Regions from separate parts of the Hordeum vulgare genome. Here region 2 is linked to region 1. The links are chromatin contacts, called in public Hi-C maps. All regions are on one chromosome and are shown on one strand. Each heading gives the region's core, a stretch centred on a gene start, on an enhancer-like site or on the middle of the called end of the contact. The rest is flanking DNA. Distances are from core to core; before and after follow the strand shown. Region 1 holds the start of LOC123444016 (plastidial pyruvate kinase 2). Region 2 holds the start of LOC123444017.

Region 1 (7,277 bases), core at 4,390-6,889:
CGCTCCAAAAAGCCTGCCAAGTTTCAAAGGCAATATGGCCTAACTAATTTCAACACTTAGTGCAGGCTGTTTTAGGGTATTTTAACAGTCTCAGCATGTCATGCAACCACAATGGTAGTCTTTTTAGAGGTTCCACTAGAGGACTACATGCAGATGTATATAGACATACTTTAGTGTAGATTCTCTCATTTTGCTTCGTATGTAGTCCCGTAGTGAAATCACTAAAAAGACTTATATTTAGGAACGGAGGGAGTAGAAGGGATGGGATATATCAGTGATTACCAGCAAGTAAGATAAAGCATCACCAAATGTCTTCTCAGCACAATCAGAAAATTCCATGTGAACTGGACATACACCTTGGTACAAAGCCAATCGTTGTCTAACTATCTCCCTGTAAACAGTAAGCGACATCAATTATGCTAAGAAATACTTTATAAAAGAAAATATGAACAAAGGGGGCAACAATATTATACTTCCAGAAATAATAGACCTAATCTTCAGATCAGTTCTCCCACAACAGTAGGATAAAAAGCATATACCACCACAACATTATCTGAATTCAGTTTCATCAGTGATAACCTCTTCTCCTAGGATATACAGTACTAGTTTCAACAATAAAATAACTTGCATGAGGCAAACAGTTCCTGATGGAGTCTAGGAATGACTTCATGCACATATTTAGGGATACGGTGTTCATCAAGTAGAAAAGCACAGCTTGTTTTCAGCCCACATATGTTGGTGAATAAGAAGCTAAGCGCATCATTTGCTATTGCTTGTCAAGGTTATCATTATGACTGGATGACAAGGCAAGAAAATATATTGGTAATTTATGTATTGCACATGATTAACATTGAATATCTTAGCAGCATCTGTGATTTTGTTTCTCAACATGTTAACATAGGAGTTCCATTTTATTGATGTCATACACATTGGAGCAAAAGTAGAGAAATCTTACTGGTCTGTGAAGGCAAATATGGTGCCAGATGGGCGGTAATGGCTAAGTAGGATAGACATAAATCCCGTCCTTGTGAAGACCACAATTGATGTACCAAGTGTATTGGACATCATTGTTGAATGGTAGGCAAACATTTCGCTCATGTGGTTCTACAGGGAGGAAAGTAAATAGGGAAGATAAAAACTAGGTTAAAGTGAAGAAAAAGACATGCAGTGCCAGTTGGGATATTGCAGTTCAGACCTTGAACACCTGACCAAGGTTAGACGGTGTTTCCCCGCCAGTAATAGTTGCTTCAGTTCTTAGTGCAACAGTATGCATGACCTTGACAGCTTTCAAGGGAAATCTGTCCGACATCAAGTGGTAAAGCTTAGTCAGTATCCATCTTAAATGCACGTCACAAATAGCAAGCATCTTTTAAACAAACCAAAAGGGCAACAAAAAGAGTGTAACTAAACATCAACATACCAACTCCCCTATCCATGATTTATTACAACAAAATCGAGCAATCCATGATCCATGTGGCAGTTCAATAATTCTTAACGCAACAAAAACGTTTGAAGGAGCTAACTTGGATGGAAACCAAAACAACATACCACAAATTCAGAGCAAACATATTGAAAGTAGAGTCAGATATCATAGTTTACTAAGGACAAATAATAGGACAAGGGCAAAATCACCAACAATTACAACAGCTTATAGCTGATGAACACACAATAGTGGTTCTAACAATTTCTGGAACATTTAAAGAATGCAATCACAAAAATAACATCCTATAGTACTGCAGAAATATTACTTGGTCATAAAATCGGCTGGCTTTTGTTAGTTAAATTATTAACAATGGACTGTCGGTGCACATATAGTTTGCTGGAAATATATAAACAATATTTTGTTATGTGTAAGGAAACGAAAACACATACTTTCCATGTGCAGTTTCCCCAGAAAGCATAACTGCATCAGCACCTTCCCGAACAGCTATAGCAATATCTGAAACTTCTGCTCGGGTTGGAGTTGGATGAACGATCATGCTTTCCAGCATATTAGTGGCGACAATGACAGCTTTTCCCATGCTTCTGCACATTCTAATAATTTCTTCCTGCATCGGGACACATGAAACTCTAAGCATGTCGTGTATATCCTATACTGAATCAACTGACGGAAGCAAAGAAAGTTCAGTGCCAGGTTCCAAATTGGATAGCTACCTAGATGTATATACAAACGAGTGCAAAGCAGTCCTCGGTTAATAATTATTTTCTTCCAAGCGTAGATTGTGTAGTTGATATTATACGGAGCACAACCAAGTTTGTAGCTTGTCGCTTAAACAAACAACTAAGCAGAGAAGGGGGCATTTAGTGCAATGGACTTGTGGACAGCATGGACTACGAGTCGAAGGACTAGTCAAGACTAGTCGATAGACTAGTTAATGAGTCGCAATTCCAGAGCCGACTACACTTCAGGGTCGACTAGTCTATGAGTTGAAACTTCGAATTGTCATGATTAGTCTATGAGTCTCAACCACGGAACGACTCGTCGACTTGTAAACCGACAGTGAGCAATAAACTAGATCATACCTGCAGCAAAGGTACCTCCTCGATAGGAAGTTCAGCCCCCAAATCACCCCTGGCAACCATAGCCTACAGAACTCGACAATTCGTATGTCAGTACTTCAAAACTAAAACCAACAGTGATACACTCTATAGAAAAAGATTAAAGATGGAGAAGAAGCCCTTTTCATGATGCCCATACAACTCAAGATCTTTCATAGTTAAGATGTACTGTATTGTATAGTGCCCCTTGCTAAACTCAAGAAACAATGAACGCCAACCTCTTACCCCATCAGATGCCGTAATGATTGAATGTAAGTTTGGAATAGAATCTGCACTTTCAATTTTCACAATTACGTGTATATCCGCATTCGAGCCTGAGTCAAAATAAAAAGGAAACATGGTCAAGATACACTCAAAACAACACCCACACTGTTTATAAAGTCTGGAATAATACTTCTGAGATAATCCTTCAATTGATGCACAACTTGAGCATCTTTGACGAAAGAAACGGCATAGTAGTCAACCTGATTTTCCACTCCAAACCTAATATCATCCCAATCCTTATCTGCAAGTTTGGAAAATGTGCATGAGACAAGAGCATCTATATTATTCAATGAAATATATATGATGACTATTACCAGTGATTGATGGCAAGGTTGCGCTCTTGCCACGGACATTCAGGTGACGCCTGGATTTTAATTCACCTCCATCAATAACTTCACATTTTACAGAATCTTCGGTTTTTGATTTGACCAGAAATGACATCATTCCTCCTAAATAACCAATATAATGATCATTAACACAACATAAATCACTTTAATGTCGAAGTTACATAATCAAAAAATATAATCATCATTACAAGCATAAAAAATACAGAGAACAAAAGTAGAAGGATGTTACACAGGTATCTGATGTTCTAATTTAAATGTTAATCAGTTGTGCACACTAAGCAAGACCACCTGCAAATAAAAGTGCTGGTAAACTCCATCTCAGAAAGTTGACTTAAGCAAGACCAGCTCTTCGTGAACCTATCCAATTCACTATATACAGTTATATGCGGCCATACAAATTTATTCAGTCACTAGCTAAAAGTTAGTAGTAAACTATTTCAGATAAACTGATTTGCTGCATCCGCACATTCTGTAAAAAATCATGTCTCACCAACAAAGATCAAATGATCAAATACCAGAATGGGAAAAGAACGTGCACATACCATCCACAAGGAGCATGTCACCGGCTTCTACATCGTTAACAAAGTCATCATAGTTAACACTAACACATGTCTCAGTCCCAACCCCCCTCTTAATTGTGAAGGTGAATTCCTGGCCGGTTTCCAAGAATATAGGCTGAGGCAAATCTCCACTCCTAACTTCCGGACCCTGAAATGTAAAATCTAGCTTCAATCAGAGAAATCAAGGTACAATATGATGAAAGAAGTGCAGCATCAAAAGGTTTAAATACAGTATTCATTAACAGAGCAAAACATGCGCTAGCATGGGCATGACAGACTTATAGTTAAGACTGACACAAATAGAGCATATTCTGAGAACTAGATTGCTCATCCAACAGAGTGTATGCATAAGCTCTGAAAAAGGGAATACAAACCTTGGTGTCAACCATAAGCGCAATCACGTTATCCTTCGTTTGAGCATTATACTCCTTCACCAAGTCGATAACTTTCTGGTGTGATGCATGGTCTCCATGTGACATATTAAGCCGAGCCACATTCATGCCAGCCTCAGCAAGGTTCCAGATCATCTCTTTCGTGTTAGTTGAGGGACCAATTGTGCACACAATCTTTGTCTTGCGCCTAACATTTGGTTTAGACCACACACCATTGGCTGCTGTTGCTAGTTGCTGTATAGCCTTAAGATGCTGGAAATTTTCTTCTTCCTGTCAAGAAGAAGTATTATTGACAGTAGTTTCAATTCATAAGGTTGCTTCCAAAATAGAAATACACCTTACTATTATGAATAACTGCAACACGCAAGCCAGAAAACATGTCATGTTAAATAACTGCCTACCACAGAGAAAATTAGAAAACAAGAATATATGTCACGTTCATCATAAATGTTCATAGCTTACTGGATAAGTGGCTTAGAGAAGACTCGGAATTGAGATTTAACCTAAGTGATCAGAAAGTAGCACATCCATATTTAAAATAGCTCATCCGTTTTGAGCTATTCCAAATAAGATTAAGGGGTTCCATCCTTTTCAGTGGCAGGAAATAAGCCAGTACAGATTCTGCTGAGAATTATTCCCGCAAATGATTTCTAGAAGGGGCTGTTACAAAGTATACCAATTATTTAGACTTTTCGAGTGCACGGAAACGTTCCTTAACTATATTGAATGGTTCCAATGTCAATTCTGCAAACAGTAATAACATAATTAATAGCTATCCTCTCAGTTAAAACTTGAGCCAGATAATTAATAGCTATCCTCTCAGTTAAAAATTAAGCCACATAATTTCCTCGCAGTTAAAACTCAAGCCAGATGAAAAATAGCCTAAAAGGAAAGGGGGTATATCATATATGGCGCTGTTACTCCGAAATACTGTATACGCTTTACAACATTCAAAACGACGGGCAGAATTTGGTGTACCAGACAAGCAGCTCTTATGGATGCATATAAACATAAAAGAGCACAAACAGACGCCAAAATTCAAGCAACAACGCATGGAGGAGAAGCTTTAGAAAATGACATTTCCAACAGCCCCGGACTCCAAATTCCACCGTCATGCACACGAAAATGATGTCCCGAGCGTGATAAATCCGATTTCACTGTCACGGAAAGCCAATTTCATGCCCCAAAGTAACCGGAGACCACAAAAACAGCGGTTCCCCAGCTAGCGAGCAGCTGAGGTAGCAGTCAAGTACGAGGAAACGCTACCTTGACGACCGCGTCGTCGTCAGGCGACACCGGCAGCACCTCGGCGTCGGCGCTAATCACCGAGGCGACCGGATGCTCGCGTCGACCCCTCGAGGCTACGCTCCCGCTCCACCTCTCCCTCGCGTCGCGCGGGCCGAAGGGCAGCCTCGCCGCGGGCCGTAGCGAATCGGCCCCGGATGCGCCGCCGAGCGGCCTGGCCGCTCCCGCCGCGCCCGCCGCCGCCACCACCTGCGCCATCTGGATTCGGAATTGGAGATGAGGTGGTGAGGCGTGCGAGTCGTGTGCCTGTGCCGTGAGCAGTGCAGATGGCAGACGGGTTTGGGTTTAAGCTGATGCGCCTCTGCTTCGTTTGTATCGAACGGGGCACGAGGTGGGCGTGGGCGGGGCCTATGGTGTGGCCGCGGGTGAGCTGGCTTTGCATTTCGCGTCGCCACGCTAGTACTACGCCGCTCGCTCGCCCCGCCCAGCCCAGCCGGGCTCACTCGCGCCTTGCCTTGGAGCCTCCGTTGTGGCGCTGTCTAGTTGGCCGGAGTAGAACCTCGGAAAATGCAGGCGAATTCGTCGCATCCAGTAGTATGGCGTGACTTTACAAGTATATTGAACCGGTATCTTCAATAGATCCTACTCCTCCGTTTTCTAAATAATTATAATTGGGTTCTTACTCTCTCAGTTTATAAATATAAGATGTTCGTAACTTTCTTGCTGCATGGAATGTATAGATATGTTCATTTGTACGTACTCCTCCATTCCTAAATATAAGTCTTTATAGAAATTTTACTAGAAGACTACATACGGATGTATATAGACATACTTTAAAGTGTATGTTCACTCATTTTGTTTTGTATGTAGTCACCTAGTGAAATATCTTAAAAGACTTATATTTAGGAACGGAGAGAGTAGTTTATATTAAAATATTTATTAAGTTGTCTTATATTTTGTGAACGTAGGGAGTATTTGTTATGTGGATGATTCCATAAAAAAAGTGTCATGTAGACAAGGAATATATAGCGAAGTAAAAGAAAACCACCATCCATAAAATACTAGAAACCTACTCCCTCTGTACCGTAATATAGGTCGCTGGTTTAGCTACTACAACGACCTATATTACAGTACATAGGGAGTAGAAAGAAACAATGATAATACAAATGCTCGTGTAACTATATCAGGGATAATTTTGCCGGTGTCTCGTCTTGTGTAATAACTATATGTGATTTGTTTGTTTGTACCTTTAGAAAAAAGATTTTGTTTGTTTGTGAAGATATGTTCATCAGGGATAATTTTGTCGGTGTATCATCTCGTGAAATAATTGGATGTGATTTGTTTGGTTGTGAAGATATGCTCGGGTCACCGGGAATGACTAGAGATGAATTACGTGACCTCGATTCCTTCGGGTTTGATAATTTGTCCCACCTTTACTTGTTGATACACAAATCTCTAGCTAACTAGATGTTGTGCTCTAGATCTCTTAGTTGACGAGCCTACCATCGGGTAAATGGGTTCCACATATAACCACAGCTTGAATTTATCCTTCATTGACAAGCGCTTAAGCCCCTTCGATGATGGGTCTATAGCGGTTGGTAATAGCACGTTAGTGATAACAAAAATTAACACTGACCAGCATATGGTCTCCTAGTGGTATTACATGACGAGGTAGAAGGAAGGCAGGTTGATGTTCTGAATATTCTAGCAAGAGGTGATAACAAATATTAACACTGGCCGACTTAGAGCGAAGGCCTAAATATTGCTAAGGTGATTGATGTTCTAACAAGAGGTGATAAGAATAATATGGTGAGACAATTAACACAATATGATATAGCAAGTTCAAAGGTCAAATGACCAAAGTAAACCACAAGTAAAGAGTTAGGGTTAGGGATAACCGAAACTCCGGA
Region 2 (6,505 bases), core at 3,262-5,761, 310 kb after region 1:
TAACAATCTTTGAATACATGTAATCCTCAAAGTAAAGTCATTTCCTTTGGTACCACCATTAATGTCACCTTCGTGTCTTGGGGTCAGAACATTAACACATGTGCATAACTTGCATTCATGATATAAAACTCAAATATATTCATGAAAACATGAAGGGTTCAGATCTAAAATCATGACACCCCGTCCCTAGTGTCAAGCATTAAGGATAAAAAAGTCATAGCAACGTAATAGAACATAATGGATACTAGACATCAAGCCCTAACAAATCTAACATTTATAACATAAGCAATCTCATTCAGTTAACAACTACCTACACGTACCTACATGGGAATTGCTCACACATAAGTGAAAGCATCATGAGATTGTTGTTGAAAAGGGGTTGGTGATGATGATGGTGACGAATTCCTCTCTCCAAAACCTAAAATAGATTCAAGATCGAATCCATCTAGACGACTCCATATAATAAAAAATGTCAGGGACTTTCTATGATTTTTTCGCAGATGTATGGAATTTTGTAGCCAAAGAAGATTGATGGAGGGGCCATAGAGCCTCGAGACGAGCACCCCATGTGGGAGAGGAGGGGGGCGGCCAAAACATGGTGGCCCTCCCGTGGTCTATCTTCGGTCCTCTAGACTTCTACTTTTCCAAATTAATTCCAAAAAAATCATTCAATTTAGGGCACTTTTATTTCTGTAAAAAATAGCACCATGGCAATTCTACACAAAAATAACATCCAACTTGGGAACCTCGACATTACCACTTGGCACTTGGAGCGCTCGGCCAAGGAGTGATGGATCAACATGTTTGAAAGCAACGTCCAGCATAGACGCACAATGCCCTCCCTTTTTATGCTTGTGAGTTGGACAATATGGAACAAAAGAAATGCGAGTGTCTTTCACGACAAGTCTACACACCAACATTCCTTCTGGTGACTATCAAGAAAGAGGAGAAACATTAGGTCATATGCTTGTGAGTTGGCCCATATGGAATAAAAGAAATGCGAGTGATTTCGCAGCAAGTCTACACACCAACAATCCTTCTCGAGACCATGAAGAAAGAGGAAACATTGGGTTACCCCAGGTGCAAAATATTTGGGTATAACCATGGCGGGAGTAGTGGCCTTTCTTTGGTTGGCGCCCAACGCTTCCGCGTCGCAATTGTAATCGTAACACTTTATTTCTCTCTTAATAAATGGATGGTGCAAAGCTTTTGCCTCCGTCTCAAAAACTCTAGTTCTCTCTTAATAAATGGATTGCCTCCGTCTCAAAAGAAAAATTAACTGCAAAACTTCACCTCCTGAGCGGTAGAGCACGTCTTTGGTACAAGTGTATCCTGTAAATTTCCTGATGTGCAGCACAAACCTGACAAGTACCATCTTCGTCAATGAAGGTGATCTTTGCCAGGTCTCTGTCTTCGATATGTCAGCTTCTTAAACTGTCACATGCCCCACACAAAATTATGCACAGCCATCTGACTGGAGGCAAGATCAGCTTAAGCTTTCCAGTTCCAGGCTCGGTGCTTGTCACTGCACAGAATTCAAGTTCTGAAAAGTGGTTGCATACTGCTCATCGGGCTGAATAGTTACCATGCCTCTCAAATGCCCGGGCCAAAACATCTCCTTGAAATCTGGAGAGGCATCTGAAACATCTCATCAGCGTCTGGACCAAGGAAGTCTGGTGTACACGATCATCATCACAAAAAGGATCACTTGGTTGCGTAAATGTATGAAGACCAACAACACACTTGAACATTAACAGGATTACCTAGAGCAATTTAATCACTATTGGATCAGATTAATCATGCATGACCTTGCAAGGTCAGGTACAATAGCCATGCTTATGGCAAGCTCTATTAGGAGAAAGAATGAGGAAATCCTGAATTGCCATACTTCACCAGTCTAACGAGTTTGCCAAATCGATTGCACTAGACACATGGTAGCTGAGATCTAAGGCCACAGTGCCTGCTCTACAAGTCAAATTCTGAACCAGTACTACTTGTGGAACACAGTAATTTTATCTGGTGGGTCTGGGTCGTACAAGTACAGAAAGAATAATGAAGTAGCTAAAGTGTGTTAACAACACTATATATACAGATCAATTAGGGGCTATCTATGTTTTCCCTCAAAATAAAAAAGTAGGGGCTCTGTAAAGTTAGAAAGCCATCATTCCTACCTAACCGTGACTGGAAATTGTAACGATGGATACTCTGGATATGTAATTCCTGCATGGACTACTGATTGGTGATTCTTCTAGTTGTGTGGTGACCGGCGGATTCATTTCACTTTCTTCCTCAGAAATGCAGAATTTCATCACCTATCTTAGTTTCAAAGGAGATCTATTTGACAGTGGGACTAAATTATCACAGAAGGTTGATAAAACATGCATGAATTTAAGCTTCGTCTAGTGTAATCCAGAATAAAGACGACTGCAAAAAAAACACTAAGTCATTGGTCCTTCCAGCCATAGTGAATAAAATTTCCATTGGCAGAACTGCATGACAATCATATTAGGAAACAACATAATATAAACAAGATTGCAGAGGATATCAGAACATTTCTACCTAGCTCAAGGATGAAACCTGACCTGATTACAAGTTGACACCTCACATGGCAAGCCCTACTACACATCATGGGGAACCTTGCACCCCGAGTACGAGCTAATGGCAGGGCATGGGTAATTGCTCCCATTCTCCAACCAATAGCATCATCCAGGAACTGCATGCCCTAATTGGATCCAATTGCCCTGAGACGCCTCATAGGCTACAGCCCGCTAGTGGAGAAGTGTTTTGTTTGCTAAATGACACAACCGAGCACAATTATCACAAAATTCAGACACTAGATTGGGGGTACCACAAAAGGGATTAAACGAACTCTAACAATGTACAGGTGACATAAAATATAATTGATTAATGATTCCAACATGTCATACATTTGTTTCACAGGAATCTACTTACTTATTTCTGAATATACAGTGTCTGGCATCTTTTAGCATACTGCAAAAAATTGCAAGGAGCCAGACTTGCTAAATTCCCCCAAACTGCATACAGAGTCAGGGCATAAACCAGATTGGTGGAGAGCCCTCTGAAGTACATTTACGCGGAAAGCGCCGTACACTACGCGCCCTATTTAGTGTTTTGCGACCATAAACACCCATGTCAGTACTGTAATACTTACTCCCACTGCTTAATGCCAAGGATATGTCGAAGCTAGTATCGTCCAAGTAATAGATGCTGCCCAGTTGGAGCCTGTTGAACTGAGACACCTCAACGGCCCTAGAGCAGCCGCGACCAAGCAAGAGCACCCTACCAGGAAGCGAGTGAAGCTCCACCCAAGAAGCTTCAGAGCCCCCATCCGGAGCAATCACAAGGTTCATCTCAAAGATTCTGAACCCATTCTTGCCACCCTTGGCAAGCCGCAGGATCATTAGCAATTTTCCGCGGGACTCCACCAGATAGCGGGACACTATGCGTGACTTGCGCCTGAGAATATCAGCACGCTCCTGGACCTGGTACGAGGTACGGGTCATCACCAGAGGGGCGCCCTTGTCGGCGTTGGGCGAATACACCACGATGTCCTCTGTTTTTGACAGGACATGGAAACCTTGCTTCAACCCATTCTCGTAGTAGATGATGTCCTGGATTACGTCCAGAGCGACCCCGCACGTGATCCAGTGCCTGTTCATTCCCTGCCGCCAGAACGCGATGTTGGAGGCGCTGGAGACGTGAGCGGCGGCAAGGCAGTCCTCTGCTGAGGGTGACCCCGAGAAGGTGATGGCGCGGATGACCATGTGGTGCTCGCAGGCGGTGTTCGCATGGGGCCCGAACGGGTGGGGCAGGGCAGTCCTGAGCCTGTCGGGGAGAAGAACCCTCGCGCCAGAGAGGAGGTTGACGGCCGCATACCCTCGCCACTGCTCGAAGGCGAGCGCGACCCAGCCGCCATCATGGGAGCCACATAAGCGCGCGCCGCGGACGCTCTCTGGGAGGCGTAGGCAGCGTTTGGCCCCGGAGTGGAGGCTGAAGAAGGAGGGCTTGTCGGAGGACGGGAGAAGGAGCCACGGGAGCTGGCGCGGCGCCGGCGGGCCGCCAGCCGCCCTCGCGACAGAGCGCCACGAGCGGCAGACGGCGGCGAAGTAGACACGGTCGGCGAGGCAGGCCAGGTCGAGGAAGATGACGCCAAGAAGCTCGGGCGGGACGCCGTCCGACCATTCACGGCGAGGCCTGCGAGCGCGGGGCATGGTGGGGGATTTGGAGGCGGGCAGCTGCGACGCGTCTCTTTGACCCGGGGCTAACGCTGCAAGACGCCGGAAAAAAAAAATAGGGAGTCAGACTCTTGTTCAAGCTCTTCGCAAAAAAAAAGACTCTTGTTCAAGCACCGGGTGCTAGGTAGGGTTGAGCCCCATGAGCAGGCTAGATGCGCCCCTACTCGTGCGGCGTGGAAGACGGGCCACCGGTGCGTCGTGGATGACGAACACCAGGCGCCGTATGCCGGGAAGGAGAGCGAGGAGCACGGCCGGAGCTGCAAGATCAAGGCGCGAGGTTGCCGGATCTGCGGACTCCGGGTCTCGGGAGGCCTGATGAGGAGCAGAAGGAGATGGCGGCGGCGGCGCCCCTGCTCGGCTTTTTCTCGGAGAAGTTAGGTGGGGTGGGGGAGAAAGAGAACTGACTAGTGGGTCGCTCGGCCGGTGCTAAGAGCATCTCCGATAACATACACACATTTTGGTTTGGGCACTGATCTGCGCCGGCCTAAACTTTCAGCTGGTTGCAATCGAATCCCGTTTAACTGTCTATACCATTAAAAATAGTTAATGGTAGCAAAAACAAACAGCAACGTAGCAAATTTCGATCACGGATGCAGTAAAAATATAGTTATAACAAAAAAAATCAACATGGTCGTGGTAAAAAAAGACGTTGATGATGCGTGGTAGCAAAACAAAATATGGGTTGTAGCAAAACAATCCGTTGAACTTGTATTGCAACTCTGACTAACGTGTATGCAACTTTTTTAGTGAATGGTTGTAGCAAAAATTGATGCCGGTTGTAGCAAAAATCAACACCGTTTGTAGCAAAAATCAAACGCGGTTGTACCAAAAAAAATTCGACGAATTTTGGGTTGCAACCAAACGTGAATGCAACTTTTGTAGTGGACAAATGTAGCAAATCGAAAACGCTTGTAGCAAATTTAAACGTCGGTTGTAGCAAATTTGGATGGAAAAAAGATGCATGCCTAGCCAGTCACACGTGCGGGTCGCACGGAACCGGCCGAACAGTTCGGTCGGCGCGCCGGCTACAAGCGTTTCCCTTTTGGTTTTGGCTACACAAAGGGCACTCATAGGCGCCGACGCGTCGGCCCAAAAGATTCGACCGGTCGAGCGCGGGCCGTGAGATCCAGTCGCGTAGACCATTAGATTTAGGTAAAAACGATTCGTCGAGAGCTCTCTTCTTCCTCGCGGAGCGTCCACATTTCCTTCCCGCATCTCACACAGCTCGCCGGGGCACGCGTTGCGCTCTCCTACTGCCCACCTCCCTCTGGTCGCAGCACCGCCCCTCCCCTCCTACTCCATGCTAGTTATCATCATCGGGATTCGCGACAACCCTACACCAGCATCTTGTTTTCGTGCTCACCGCCGCGCTTGAAGCATCATGGCCTTGTTAATGAATGCAGCAAAACACGTTGTCGGTAGTAGCAAAATGAAACACCTTTGTATCAAAAATCGCGACGTCATGTGCGATGTAGCAAAATGCGACACCGGTGGTAGCAAAATGCGGTGTCGGTTGAAGCATGTGGCAAAATTACGCCTTCAGCCATGGACGCAACTTCGTCGGCCATGGAGCAGTTGAGAGAGGGGATGCAGCTCGCCATGTCGTCGGTTGTAGCAAAATGAAACACCGGTTGTAGCAGAAAATCACGACGCCATGTGCGATGTAGCAAAATGCGGTGTGGGTTGTAGCAAATTTCGATGTCATTTGTAGAAAATTTTGACACCGGTTGTAACAAAAATGATGATGACTGTGGTGCCCGTGGTGACCATGGAGCTCCACCGAACCGTTGATGCAGCTCTCCTATACGCATAGGCCGGGCGGCAGCGCCGGCGACGGCGAGCTCACACGGGTTTGTGCACGCGCGAAGGGAGGTCGCCCATGGCCATGGCTCCCAATCGAAGCGGGAAGGGGACGAGGTGATAGGGATATGTACCTAGGGTAGGGTCATAGGCCTGACCTACATGTCCTACCCAAGGACACAACATTAAAGACTTAAAGATTTCAAGGAAGGCTCCGAGTGACTCGCCATGGTGCATGCGTCACTCGGTAGAACATCCACTCGGAGACTTTCTCTCTCCACTCAACGCAAGACTTTCACTTGGAAGAACTAGAAGCCAGTCGAGCACAGGAGATCAGAAGCCGCTCCTGGAAGGCCAACCATCGGGCATTCGACTAGTCGTCGTAAGTAACATTTATAACATACGTTCTTTGTAACGTACGCCATTATCTCTATTAATCGAACCCTTGG

The links. Hi-C and Micro-C count contacts between places; a contact is called where the count stands out from the background.
Region 2: a Hi-C map of leaf shows a contact between it and region 1, with 7 times the contacts expected there. The contact joins the promoter of LOC123444017 here to the promoter of LOC123444016 in region 1. A contact is called at or near these places in 4 of 6 Hi-C or Micro-C datasets (leaf and seedling) and 1 of 1 datasets of contacts at active chromatin or transcription factors (embryo).

The regions. Positions count from the first base shown.
Region 1 is chr3H:409,690,698-409,697,974 of MorexV3_pseudomolecules_assembly, forward strand. LOC123444016 (plastidial pyruvate kinase 2) reads right to left here and starts at 5,640. Exons shown (of 12, transcript XM_045120610.1): 1 at 5,389-5,640; 2 at 4,105-4,392; 3 at 3,713-3,878; 4 at 3,138-3,272; 5 at 2,954-3,064; 6 at 2,785-2,873; 7 at 2,524-2,586; 8 at 1,873-2,048; 9 at 1,196-1,298; 10 at 956-1,104; 11 at 283-391. The coding sequence starts at 5,625.
Region 2 is chr3H:410,001,585-410,008,089 of MorexV3_pseudomolecules_assembly, forward strand. It overlaps LOC123444017, which reads right to left and starts at 4,512. Exons shown (of 2, transcript XM_045120611.1): 1 at 4,371-4,512; 2 at 2,886-4,288. The coding sequence starts at 4,232. The coding sequence ends at 3,048.